Regions from separate parts of the Sus scrofa genome. Here region 1 is linked to region 2. The links are chromatin contacts, called in public HiChIP or PLAC-seq maps. All regions are on one chromosome and are shown on one strand. Each heading gives the region's core, a stretch centred on a gene start, on an enhancer-like site or on the middle of the called end of the contact. The rest is flanking DNA. Distances are from core to core; before and after follow the strand shown.

Region 1 (6,236 bases), core at 3,389-5,888, 160 kb before region 2:
CACACGGGCTCCCGCATTCCCCACTCTTTGGGGACCTGTAGTGGAGCGTGCTCATGGCGTCCTGGGGCCTCGGGCATTCAACCTGCGCTCCGATGGGCTGGCGCTTGGTGTTTAAAGCTCTGTGGTTACCATCTTGACATTCTTTTTTTTTTTTTTCGGTCTTTTTGTCTTTGTTGTTGTTGTTGTTGCTATTTCTTGGGCCGCTCCCACGGCATATGGAGGTTCCCAGGCTAGGGGTTGAATCGGAGCTGGAGCCACAGGCCTACGCCAGAGCCACAGCAACACGGGATCCGAGCCGCGTCTGCAACCTACACCACAGCTCACGGCAACGCTGGATCATTAACCCACTGAGCAAGGGCAGGGACCGAACCCGAAACCTCATGGTTCCTAGTCGGATTCGTTAACCACTGCGCCACAACAGGAACTCCCATCTTGACATTCTTAATACTTTTAACATTTTTTGGCTGCCCCCATGGCATGTGGAAGTTCCTGGGCCGAGGATCGAACCCATGCCACAACAGTGACAACACTAGATCCTTAACCGCTGGGCCTCCAGGGAACTCCCTGACATGGCTGATACTTTATCTTTGAAGTTATGTTTTGTAAAGTGCCATCGGTGGGACAATGGGGCACATGTCAGGGACTCAGGGCCTCCCAATGCCCCTCCTCCAGGATGGATTCTCAGCTGCCCACTCCCTTGTCCCCGCCAAGTGACCATCACTGCCCCACGCCCCAGCGGGAGTCTGGGGTGAACATGGAAGGACACCGACCGGCAGGGATGGGCCTAGGTGCCTAGGAGGGCACGTGCCCCTCTGTGAGCGCCCTCCCTGAGCGGGACATTCGACGTCAACTACCGAAGGCCACCGGGTCCCGAGAGAGCTGGTGGCAGGAAGGGAAGGCCTCCTCCTGCCTGGGGAGCAAGGCCCCAAGCTTTTGCCCTGTGCTGCGGTGGCCCTGCTGGCCTGGAAGCTTCCCGCACATTCTCACTGCCAAGGTCGAAGCCACCCGAGTTGGAACTCTGCTGCAGAGCAATCTAGCCCCCAGTGTTGCAGCAACCACCGGGCAGGTGCGTTCTGCTCCTGCACCTGTGAGACATCCAGGCCCCAGGCCACCTGGCATGTCTCTGGGGACAGTTTGGTGCTGACAGAAGGCACCCTTGGCCAAGTGGAGTTAAAACACTGCAAAAGCAGCTCCTGGCAAAGCAGGGAGGGAGAGCTGATGGGCATGGCCAGTGGGGGGGGGCATGGCTGTGGGGCCCCTCGGGGAGGGTGTCTGCCGAGGACACTGCTGCTGCCAGTGCCAGGAGCTGGCCAAAGTCCTCCTGTGGTCACGGAGCAGCGGTGTGGTCTGGGCAAGCTCTCTAACTTCCGAGAGGCTTAGCTGCTCCAGGAACCCAGACGGCCTCTGCCTTGCTGGTGTGTTCCCTGCCCGTCAGATGGCGCATCCCACACACCCAGCTGGGTCTTCCCAGCACTCAGCAGCAGACACAGGCGTGGCCGGGGCTGCGGGAGCTCCCCCTCCAGCAGGCAGGCAGCTACCTCTGTGCCCTGGCTCCCAGTCTGCCCATCCTGAGCCTCAGGTCTGCGACGGCTCCCCTCCTGGCTCCATCTCGGCGCTGATCCAAGGTGCCCAGTTTATCCCTGTCCCTCCCTCCTCATGGGCAGCAGGAGGCTCATTCTCTGCCCTCCAGCATCCCTGGTTCCTGGTGCACGGCAGGCACTGAGTGATCAGGCTCATATCCGCAGCTCCCACGTCTGCAGGGTGGAGGGAAGCGCTCAGTTAACACGTATGGAATCAGGGACCCGGCGAGTTATTTAGAGAGAATCAGTGTCAAAACTGTAAATCACAGGAGGTGCGTCAAGCTTATTCCTGAGCTGGGAGCAGGAAGAGCCTGAGAAGGTGAGCAGGTCTGTGGGGGTGTGAAGGGGCTTCCGGCAGGGCTGAGCCCTGAGTGTCAGTGAGAAGGGGGCCGGGGAGTGGCCGACAGCAGCATGGGCACCTCTGTCGCCCAGCCAGGGGGCAGGCGTCTTCTGCGCAGACCCCGGAGGCCGGCTGTCAGGTGCGCCCTGTCCAACGTCCAGGGGATGGTTTGCTCAGCCAAGGGCTCGCCTGACCTCGGGGCCGACACCCTGAGGCCCCGCCCCCAGCTCGCTGGAAAGTGTCCCCGCTGGCAGCTCGTCATGCCTCTTTGGGGGATGACGTGCCAGATCTAAGACCATGCAGGTGGCCCGTGCGAGTGCGCTTTGACCGGTGATGCCACCTGCGGGACCCCCTGTCCTGGTGCCCTTGCACAAGTGTGCACGTGCCTTGGGGCCAGTGAGGCTGGAACCCGAGCAGCGTGGGAAGGACCCTCTGCCTCCCACTTTGTACACAGATGAGGCTTTTGACCACGCACCTACACGCCTTTGAAATAAACAGAAAGTCAAACCTCCTTAAATCAATGCTGGAAATATTCAGAAAATCCCAAACGTGCTGGGTACAGCAGGAAGGGGCACCTGCGGGGGAGAGCGCAGGATGGAGTGGGCTGTCTCTGCCAGCAGACACTCGTGACAGAAGGCCCCTGCGCCTTGTGCCTGCATGGACTGGGCCGCTCTGCAAAGTGAAGGATGACAGGGATCAGGTGCCAAGGGCAGGGGCAACGTTCCGGGCAGGGGGCGAGTCTGTTGGCCCCAGCACAGACCCAGAGCTGGGCCACCCTTGCCCTAAAGATCCCGCCCTGTGCCGTGCCAAAGCCTGAGCTAGTCAGTGTCACCAACGGTCCTACCCTCCTCCCTGTGCCACGAGCTGCTCTCCCAGCTGCAGGGCCTGGGCCTCCAGCTGCAGAGGAGCTGGGCTAGGTGGGCCAGACTGGGGCAGTTTCTCTCTCACTCCCTTCATAGCCAGACCATGGCAGTGACCACCTGCATGACAGGAAGCTCAGGTCCAGGCTCCGGACTCCGTCCTTCCGGTGTGCTCAGGCCTGGTGGAGGAAAAGCCTCCCCCTGGCACTGGTCTGGGGGCCTCAGCCCCCTGTGCTGGGCCACCACGGTCCCTACATAGAGCCTTTGGGGATCTTCACGTTCCCTGCTCTGGGTGGCCCTCACCCTCTCCCCTCGCTGAGATCCGTGAGGAATACACTGCCAGATTTCCCAGCTGGCGGGGAGGCAGCCTGGGGTGGGCCCAGGTTGTAGCTATCGGGTCCTGCCTGCCGCACCCTGGCCGGTGGCACCGCACCTCCTCAGGCCTCTCGTTTGTGAATCTGAACTTCCACACCTCCGGCCCTGGAGCGTGGCTCCAGATTTTTTACTTGACATCACTTGTGATCCCTGTGCTGGCTGAACGGTGGCCCCCTGGAAAAGATTCCTGTCTCTCTGGTATCTGAGAGTGGGCCCTCATTTGAAAACAGCATCCCTGCAGATAGAATGGAGGTAAGATGAGGTCACAGTGGATCAGAGCGCCTCCTAGAAGAGGAGGGTGATTTAGAGACATGACACAGGGAGAAGGCTGTGTGATGACGGAGGCAGAGAGCCAGGGACACCTCGGGCTACCAGAAGCTGAGCGAGCCAGCATTCCAGGCCTCTGAGCCTCAGCAGGACGAGGACAACATGAGATCTGGGCCTTGAGAAGATGGTGTACCTGGGAGAGCTGGGAAAGGAGCCATGCCGGGGAGCCCCAAGGGGCATCCAGGCTGGGGACCTTGTGTGGGGTGGCATGGGAGTGGGGAGCGAGAACCGGCCACCCTTCAGGAAGGTGGAGCCAAGGAGGGGCTGTCCATCCCTGAACAGAGACCAAAAGGCTCCTGGACCAGGGCCCGGTGCAGGGCTGAGCTCTTTTCTTCCCTGTGGTGAAATCTGGGTTGAGGCTCTAACGTGCAAATTGGTTATAAACTGGGGAGCCCCTTGGAGACCCAAGAGAGCGCTCACAAAGCAGCGCCCTCAGTGAGGCCAGAGCCCAGGGCTCCACGGGGACAGAGGCTGCAGAAGTCCAGGACCGCAAAGCTCAGAGCCTGGGTGTCCCTCTGAGGATGCCGGCGGGCGTCTGGGGCGAGCTGCGGGCTACAGTGGACTGCAGCCTGCTGTAACTGGCAATCAATAAGTGAGCGGCTGCGGTCACTGGCCGCGCTTCTTCACCTCTCGGGCACCAGCGAGGGGGTGCCATCGGGCTGCGCCACCCCGCGCTGGCACGCGCCGCCCTGCTGCCGCAGCATCACCGCCTTCGCGATGGCTGCGGCCCTGAGACCCAACAGGTGCACACCTGCCGCGCTGCTCCCCCGCCCCCCGTGAGCCTCTGGACCCGCCCACGTGACTTCCCGGGCTCGCCCTGCCCCGCCGCGCGAGACTGGGACCCAGGCGCGAGATCCGTCCCGCAGGGTGGCGGCGCGCAGGCGCGGCGCGTGGCGGCCCGTCGGCCTCCCGGCCTGCCCCGCGCGCGCTTACGTCGCTCAGCCTCGTCCCGGCCGCTGCCGCCGCAGCCGCCGCCGCCGTCGCTGCCGTCGCTGCCGCCGCCGCCGCCGCCGCTGCAGCCGCCATTGGAATCCGCTCCTCGTCAGTGCGTCCCGTCCTGGTCGCCAGGCTGCGCCGGTCCGCAAGCGGCCCGCGCGCCCAGCAGCCGCCGCCGCCGCCGCCCGGCCGACCAGCGCCCGGGAAGGAGGCGGCGGGCGCGGGGCCGCGAGAGCGCGGGTGACAGGCCCGGCCTCGCGGGGAGGCCCGAGCCGGCGGGTGCCCCGGCCCCGCGCCGCGCCGGCTGTTCATGAAGCATGTCGGCCACCAGCGTGGACCCCCAGGTAGCAGCGGGACCGGGGTCGCAGGGCCGGGGGCTTGGGCTCGCGGGGACAGGAGTCGGGGTCACGGGGCCGGGCCGGGGTCGCGGGGCCCAGGGCCAGAGGCACGGGTCGCAGGGCGGGGGGCTCGGAGCCGGGAGCCGGGTGGGCGTCGCCTGGGACCGTGGGCCGTTCAGGCCAGAGCGCGCCGCCCGCCTGGAAGGGTTCTTGCGAATAACTTTGTATTTCCCTTCCTCGGGTTCTGTCCGCTCCCACCGTCCGGGCCTGTGGCGAAGCAGAGAACGAAAGGACAGGATACTAAAGGTGAGTGCGGTCGGGACGGTCCGCGCAGGCTTTGGAGCGGAGCTCGCCGAGGGCCGGGCGCACACGTGGGGGAAAAACAGGTGTGGGCAGGGGCGCCCGGAATCGCGGTTTCTCTCCCTTAGCTTAGGGGAGGTGAAACTTCCCAGTTGTTGGGGAGTGGTAACAGGTCTAAAGCAGGGGCTTTTCAAGCAGTAGGAAAATAGGTGCTTTGAGCACTTCCATCCTTCTCCCCCACGGCCAGCGGGTTGATTAGGTGGGGAAGGAGCCCAGGGAGCCGCCACTTGCCTGTCTGTCTGCAGCTCCAGGTGTGGGGCTGGCTCCGGGGTGACCGCCAGACCTTGGCCCTACCTGGTCTGGCCTTACCCGGGTGAGCTGGTGGCCTCACCCTGTGAAACCCGCCCGCTTCCTAAGTCTTTACAATCTCTTGGGATGTCCTGGCTGGGGCCAGACCCCCAAAACGCACTCCCGGAGCTCCCTCCCTCCCATGGTGCCGCTGGGTCTTTCCTCAGAAGACTGCAGTTGGTGTGTGTGCTGCGTGAGCAGAACCAGATCCGGTCCCTCGTGTTTTCAGATTGGACGAGGCCCAGCCCCTGTGTCCTTCTCCCTTCCTTTCCTGGCTGAGCGTTGTGACAGTGGCAAATAAGCACGGCCAGGTGGTAGTTCAGAAACACTGCAGCTACACGCTTCCCGGCTCCACTGCGCTGTTTCCTGTGCTCTGCGTGTGCAGTCGGGCTTTCGGAAGCACCGTCTCTGTCCGGCACACAGCAGCCTCAGACCACCTCCTCCTCACCAAAACCCAGCTACCAGTTGCTTGCATTGTTTTGTCTGTACCTCTGTTTTGTCACCATATACCAAACTACAATTAATTTTTACCAAAAACGTAAGCTGAGTTGTTGAAAGTTTAGTGTCACCGTTCTGATTAGCTCTGGGATGACTGTGGCCCTTTTTGAGTAAAAGCAGTTCCTGTAGAGGGGGGTGGACGTAAGCGTTACTACCTTTACTTTCCACGATTAAGAGCAGTGTTTTAAAAACTCAAAGGTAATGTCTTGCCCCTTCTCATTCCAGTACAAAATGGTTCTTTGCATCAGAAGGATAGCGTTCATGACAGTGACTTTGAGCCCTACCTTTCTGGACAGTCAAACCAGGTGAGCGTATCTGCTTTGAACTTATTTTA
Region 2 (6,211 bases), core at 2,909-5,408:
GACTGGCCTGGGGGAGGCCTGGCATCAGTGTCCAGGTCCTCCTGCCCGGCCCTCTGCACAGGCCACTCCCCCCTCAGCAAACTGCAGGGTACTTTACCCCCAGGAGCAAGCGGGGGACGCGGCCACCCCAGATCTTAGCTACTGAGGCCCCACGGGCCCCCCAGGCCACACCCTCTCCTGTCGCTGCCCCAGGGAGGAGGCAGCTGACTCCAGGCTCAAGAGCACAGCTCTGGGGTTTTGCTCATTTCCCTTTGGGCTGCCCCGCAGCACAGGAAGTTCCCAGGCCAGGACCTGAGCTGCGGTTGCGACCGACGCTGCAGCTTCGGTAACGCCGGATCCTTAAGCCCACTGTACCGGGCTGGGGATGGAACCTGCGTCCCCGCACTCCAGAAACGCTGCCTATCCTGCTGTTTTTCTTTCTTTTTTTACGGCTGTGCCCGTGGTGGCATGTGGACGTTCCCAGGGCAGGGATCGAACCCGAGCCACAGCAGTGACAAGGCTGAATCCTTAACCACCAGGCCATCAGAGAACGCCTTTATTTATGTTGACGTTTTAGAGTCGCACCTGTGGCGCATGGAAGTTCCTAGGAGCTACAGCTGCCGGCCTCCACCACAGCCGCAGCAATGCAGGATCCGAGCCGCGTCAGCAACCTACACCACAGCTCAGGGCAACGCTGGATCCTTAACCCACTGAGCGAGGCCAGGGATCAAATCCACACCCTCATGGATATTACTCGGGTTCTTAACCCTCTGAGCCACTACGGGAGCTCCCATCACTCGTGGGTTTTGGGGCAAAGGAGCCCAGCCTGCCATCCCCAGACGGATCCATGTGTGCGGGCCAGTGCCTGGCTCAGAGTTTGGGAATCACTGCCCAAAATGCTACCTGGCCCTTGACGGAGTGTGTGGTCGGAGGCGTTGACCAGCTCTCCGGGAGGAGGGTCTTGGGTGCTGTTCTGGGCCCTGGTATGACTCAGGGGAGCCCTGCCCAGCCATGGGGCCCGGCTTCCCAAGTACACAAAAGAGGCTGCACTCGACCATGGATTTCAAGCTGGTAGCTGGTCACTAGGCGCCATGCGGTCACCGTGGGCGGGGCTCCGGAACCCTCGCTGTGACCGCCTGCTTCCTACACTAGAACCCCCTATACGGGTCCAGCGGGCAGCAGCTGAGCCGGGAAGACCCATGGGTCTGCAGGTGCAGAAGCCTGACAGGGCCTCCACTGAGGCTGAAGAGGGGCCCCCCTTGGAAATGCCCAGCGACCCTCATTGACCAGGGAAGGCATTCTGGCCATCACACCTGGGCCTGCTTCCTGCTTCCTAAAATGCTACCGGGGTGACGGGGAAGCCAGGACGATGGGAACGGAGGCGCCGTGACAGATGAGATGGCTCTTGGGGCTCTGCCTGAGAGGTCAAGGTGGAGGTCAAGGTGGGACCCCACGGCCCAGCTCACCAACCCTCCCTGGGCCTGGTGGACCCCAGTGCTGGTTTTCTTTATAGAACCAAAGCCTGAGCTTGGGGCGGGGGGATCTATGAGGCCCACGAGGTCCCAGGCAGCCCATCTTCCCCGGGAAATGACGGCCGCAATCCACCCCCTCACCCTGGTTTCCGAGCTGGGCGCTGCAGGCCTTTGGGGGGACGCTGCTCCCTCTCGGCAAACACTCCCGAGGGGCCGAGGGTGAGGCGCAGTCCACGGTGCACATGAGAGGCAGGCCAGCCGGCCCCCAGCCCACCTCAGCCGAGCTGCCAGGCCCCACGGGACTGCACTGCCGTGGCCTCAGGCACCATCAGGAGAGCCCAAGGCAGGCGTACGAGCAAGGGCTGGTTTTTACCGTCTGGTGCCAAGGCGAGTGGTGGGGGCTGGAGAGCAAAGCTTTGACTTCCCAGGAACAGCCCCGGTGCCTTTAAAGGGAGATACATTCCTTTATGTGGTTGAGGCCACCAAGGGTCACCTGCTTGCAGACAGGCCCACGCCCTGGGCCCCCCTCCCTCCCGCAGGTGCCCTGCACTGTCACCTGAGAGCCCGGCTGTTTGCTTTCTGGGTGAGACGTCCAGGTAGAAACAGGGGAAGGCTGGCAGGTCCTCAGAATACAGTGCTGTCCCCCCACCCCCAGCCTCCTTATGGCCCTGGGAGGTCCAGAGAGGCCCATGAGCTTCCAGGCAACCAGTCGCCCTGGGCTTAAGGTGCTGGCAGCTTTCCTTGGGGGCTGTGGGGAGCCAGGGTTTGTGTACTTCCTCCCCGGGCCCTGGAGGCCCCTGCAGCCCTGTCCCTGAGCTGGCAGGCAAAGGGTTGTCCTCCACAGCTTCTGGGGACAGAGAACAAGCAAGTCTGGCTAGAGGGGGGCAACCCGGACACGGCCAGCCGCTAGCGTGCGGATTAGAACACCAGACCCAGAATCCAGTAGGAGCACAGATGGTCGGTCACAGCAGGATGGGTCGCAAAAGGCCTGAAGAGCTAATCCTGCCCACTCTGGTGGGACCCGAGTCCCAGGTCTGTGCCCCAGCTCTTCAGGATGCTTCCTGCAAACTTTCTAGAACCTTCTGCCTCCCGCAAATGGCCCCTGAGATGCATCCACGGCTGAGCAAACAGGAGGTCACATGGCCCCTCCATTCAAAAAAGGGAAATGCGCCAGTGCCGAGGGCAGAGGGCGGCCGCCAGGGAAAGCGCTCGGGGCCAAGGTGGCCGGCTGCCTCCGCCTCCGCAGTTGTCCACGCAGGGGGCACCCAGGCAGCAGCCACACACAGGAGCACTTGTGACAACTCTCATGACCATTATCCACTCGGGGGTGTGAACAGCCTTTTCCCGCCGAGCCCCACCCCCCAGGGCCCCCATCTGCCAGGGCTCCTTCCTAAACTGGGCATGGAGGCAAAGGCAGCCAGGTCCATAAGATCGCAGCCTGCAAGGGGGGACTGCTGAGGCCCCAGCTCTCTCCACCTAGCTGGCTGCAAAGCCTGCCTGCCACCTGGGTCAGGGCAGTGCCTGGCCTTGGCAACCGCCAGGGTGGGGTGGGAGGAAGTAAGTGGAGGCAGGCGGCAGGGTGCTCCCTGGCCCCGGCACACCTCTGTGCCACCCTCCCGCACCCACAGGCACCTGGCAAGGAGACCGCTGCTGGGATCTGGGCGCCCACCCAGGCACTGAGCTCTCCCCCAGGGCACCGTGCCCTGCCCCGCCTCGCAGAGCCTCTGGCTTCAGAGGGCTTCTTGTGACCTGACCCCCGCCGGCTTTGCCCACTTCTCTGCCCAGCCTCCGGGGCTGTCCCTTGGGGCTTTCCTGCAGGGCAGGGGAAGGCCCCGGACAGCCGGCTCCCGGAGGACTAGGAGCTGGACTCACAGGGCCTGACTTCAGGCCTGGGGTCCTCTGGCTTGAAAAGGGGCCTCAGCCCACAGAACCCAAGGGACCGCTGAGCCCCAAGTGGGTGGTGTGGGGGCTCCTCGGGGGTTTGAGTTCTTGTGAGTCACATTCAGGAACCAAGCCCCTGTCCCAAGGCCCCCTGCACGTGGCAGCAGGTGGTGGAAACACCAGGACAAGCAGTGGTGACCTGCCTGGGCTCTTTCTCCCCCACCACTGACACCCCCATGGGGCCCTGGTTCCCATCACCCGGCTGGCACTTAATGGCAGGAGGCAGCCATCTGCCCCAGGTTCCAGGGTGTGGCCCCCACCAGCCCAGTGACTGCCCTGCAGCTACAGGTGGCCCTCAGGTGGGTGGTCACAGGGGGCCTGGGTGGCAGATGTGTATGGTCCTACCGGGCAGCTCCCTCTGCGCTGCCCAGAACACGGCCCCGTCCCCGCAGGCCTCCCTGCAACGCCCCCAGACCCCGGCCAGGAGAGCGCGCTCAGGGGACCCTCCCCGCCCTGCGACCCAGTGGAAGGGAGGAGTGTCCCGGCCCCCCGCCGGCGACGCGGCCGGAGGTGCGCGCCCCCCGGACGCCCGCCCGTCCCCTGACCGCCGCCCCAGCCCCGCGCGGCCCCACCTGGACCACTGGGCGTCCTCGGCCCCGTCCCTGCGGGCCTCGTCCGCGGGCGGCTGCATCGGGCGCGGACGGCGCGGGCGCGGCGTGTCCGGGGCCCCGCTCGCGCCCGGCCGACCCACCGGGCAGCGCCGCCCAAGTCCACGTGTCAGTCCCAGCGGCGCTTCCGTCCGGCGCGCTCCCAGGACGTGTCGCCCCCGGACGGCCACCGCGGCGGGCGGGCGGGGCGCGCAGCTCAGGTCCCCGCCCCGTTCACGTCCGTCGGGGAGGCCGGGCCTCGCGGGCCCGCGGGCGGGTGGAACCCTCGCGCCGCCTGGCTTCGGCCCCGCGGCACTGGCGTCCGGAACGTCGCGGGCGCTCCGCTGCCGGCCCAGGAAGGATGGGGCTCGGGCGGGGCTGCGCCGGCGGGGAGCCTGGCTCCACCGCGCTGCTGGGCGGGGAACCTGCGTGCCCTGCGCACAGCCCGCGGGCGCGGGGGTCCTCCGCTCATGGGGCTGCGGAGGCTTCAGGTGGGAGGGTCTCCTTCCCCCCGAGAGGGCAGCCGACTCCGGGGGCAACCCGTTTCTAAAGCAGACCTCGCTCGGCAGGTGGGCTCCGCCTTGCCCCTGGACCAGCCCAAGGAAGCTGGGCAGCCAGTGCTCAACCAGGGGCCTGAGCCCTTCACGGCGACCTTCTGGGGAGTTCATGATGCGGCACAGTGGAAACGAATCCGACTAGGAACCATGAGGTTGCGGGTTTGATCCCTGGCCTTGCTCAGGGGGTTAAGGATCCAGCATTGCCATGAGCTGTGGTGTAGGTCGCAGACGCAGCTCGGATCCCGCTTTGTTGTGGCTGTGGTGTAGGCTGGCAGCTACAGGTGGGATTCAACCCCTAGCTAGGGAACCTCCACATGTCGTGGATGTGCCCCTAAAAAGCAAAAAAAAAAAAAAAAAAAGACCTTCTGGAGTTCCTGTCGTGGTGCAGTGGTTAACGAATCCAACTAGGAACCATGAGGTTGCGGGTTCGGTCCCTGGCCTTGCTCAGTGGGTTAAGGATCCGGCGTTGCCGTGAGCTGTGGTGTGGGTTGCAGACGCGGCTCGGATCCTGCGTTGCTGTGGCTCTGGTGTAGGCCAGTGGCTACAGCTCTGATTCGACCCCTAGCCTGGGAACCTCCATATGCCGCGGGAGCGGCCCAAAGAAATAGCAAAAAAAAAAAAAAACTTCTGGGTTCAGTCGCCTGCCAGGCCCTGTGCACTGGGTCCCACGGACCCTCGTGCTCCAGGGCACAGTGGCCTGGCCCATGTGGCAGGCACAGCCAGGGTGGAGGGGCTGCGAAGGTTGGGACGGCCACGGCGAGTGGGCTTCTGGCCAGGTCTGCTTCACCCAGCTGCCACCTCTCACGCCCACAACCCGCCTCCACCCTGACCCACCTCTGCCTGCCCTCCGCACAGCACCCTGGCCGACTCAGCCCCCCCGCACGTAGGAGCCCCTCCTACCAGAACCTGACACCCTACACCCTGGGCCCCCCTTCCACTCCCTCCAGCTCCTCTGTGTCCTCCCCAGGCCGGGCCTCTGCGGCGCCCCGGGCCTCGCGCCGAACTCGTACACGCCGGCCCTTCGTTCCGCCCTTCTGTGGTCCACACGATGCTCCAGGGACCAGAGAGACGGCGGGGAGCTGGAGCGGCTCATCCCCAAACAGCCCACGGCTGAGGCGGACGGGTGAGCACCGCACAGCTCCCCTGCCTCGGGCAGTTCCCCTCGCATCTGCCGCCCGAGGCTCTTCCACGATTCCGTCTAAAGACCCGGAACTACGTCATGGTGGACATTTGTCACTTCCCCACGCCCCTGTCCTCCTGGAGCTGACGATCCGGGCAGAGAGAGAACACAAGAAGGAGACCGGGGGCACGGGCAGGGCCTGCAACAGGAGGGGCTGCTGGTGTCCCCGAAAAGGTGCAGGAGTCCCGGCTGAGAGCAGGGAAGGTGCGGGCGGGCTGGAGGCCAGCTCCAGGCCGCTGGACCCGGGGGCAAGGGAAATGGGACAAAGCTGGGGGGGGGGGTGTCACAGGATCACCCTGGCTGCTGTGTGGATGGCTCAGGGGCCAGGGCTGAGGTGGGAGGACTCCGGGCCCGGCGTGGGGGGCTCCGGCCAGGCTGGGAGGGGTGGGCGCAGAACTCAGGGTCCGGGCTGGGTGAGGAAGCTGACAGCAGGGCTCAGGGGAGCACCCGACAGATTCCAGACACCCCAGGCTGGCAGGGCCTCGGTCCTGGGTG

Evidence for each region. HiChIP or PLAC-seq counts read pairs in DNA pulled down with a chosen protein or histone mark.
Region 1: an H3K27ac HiChIP or PLAC-seq map of alveolar macrophages shows a contact between it and region 2. The contact joins the promoter of YTHDF1 here to the promoter of SLC17A9 in region 2. A contact is called at or near these places in 1 of 5 promoter capture datasets (fetal skeletal muscle) and 1 of 2 datasets of contacts at active chromatin or transcription factors (alveolar macrophages).

What each region holds. Positions count from the first base shown.
Region 1 is chr17:62,339,714-62,345,949 of Sscrofa11.1, reverse strand. YTHDF1 (YTH domain-containing family protein 1) reads left to right here and starts at 4,638. Exons shown (of 5, transcript XM_021078235.1): 1 at 4,638-4,762; 2 at 5,038-5,062; 3 at 6,128-6,207. The coding sequence starts at 4,736.
Region 2 is chr17:62,184,061-62,190,271 of Sscrofa11.1, reverse strand. It overlaps SLC17A9 (solute carrier family 17 member 9), which reads right to left and starts at 4,158. Exons shown (of 13, transcript XM_021078237.1): 1 at 3,965-4,158. The coding sequence starts at 4,023.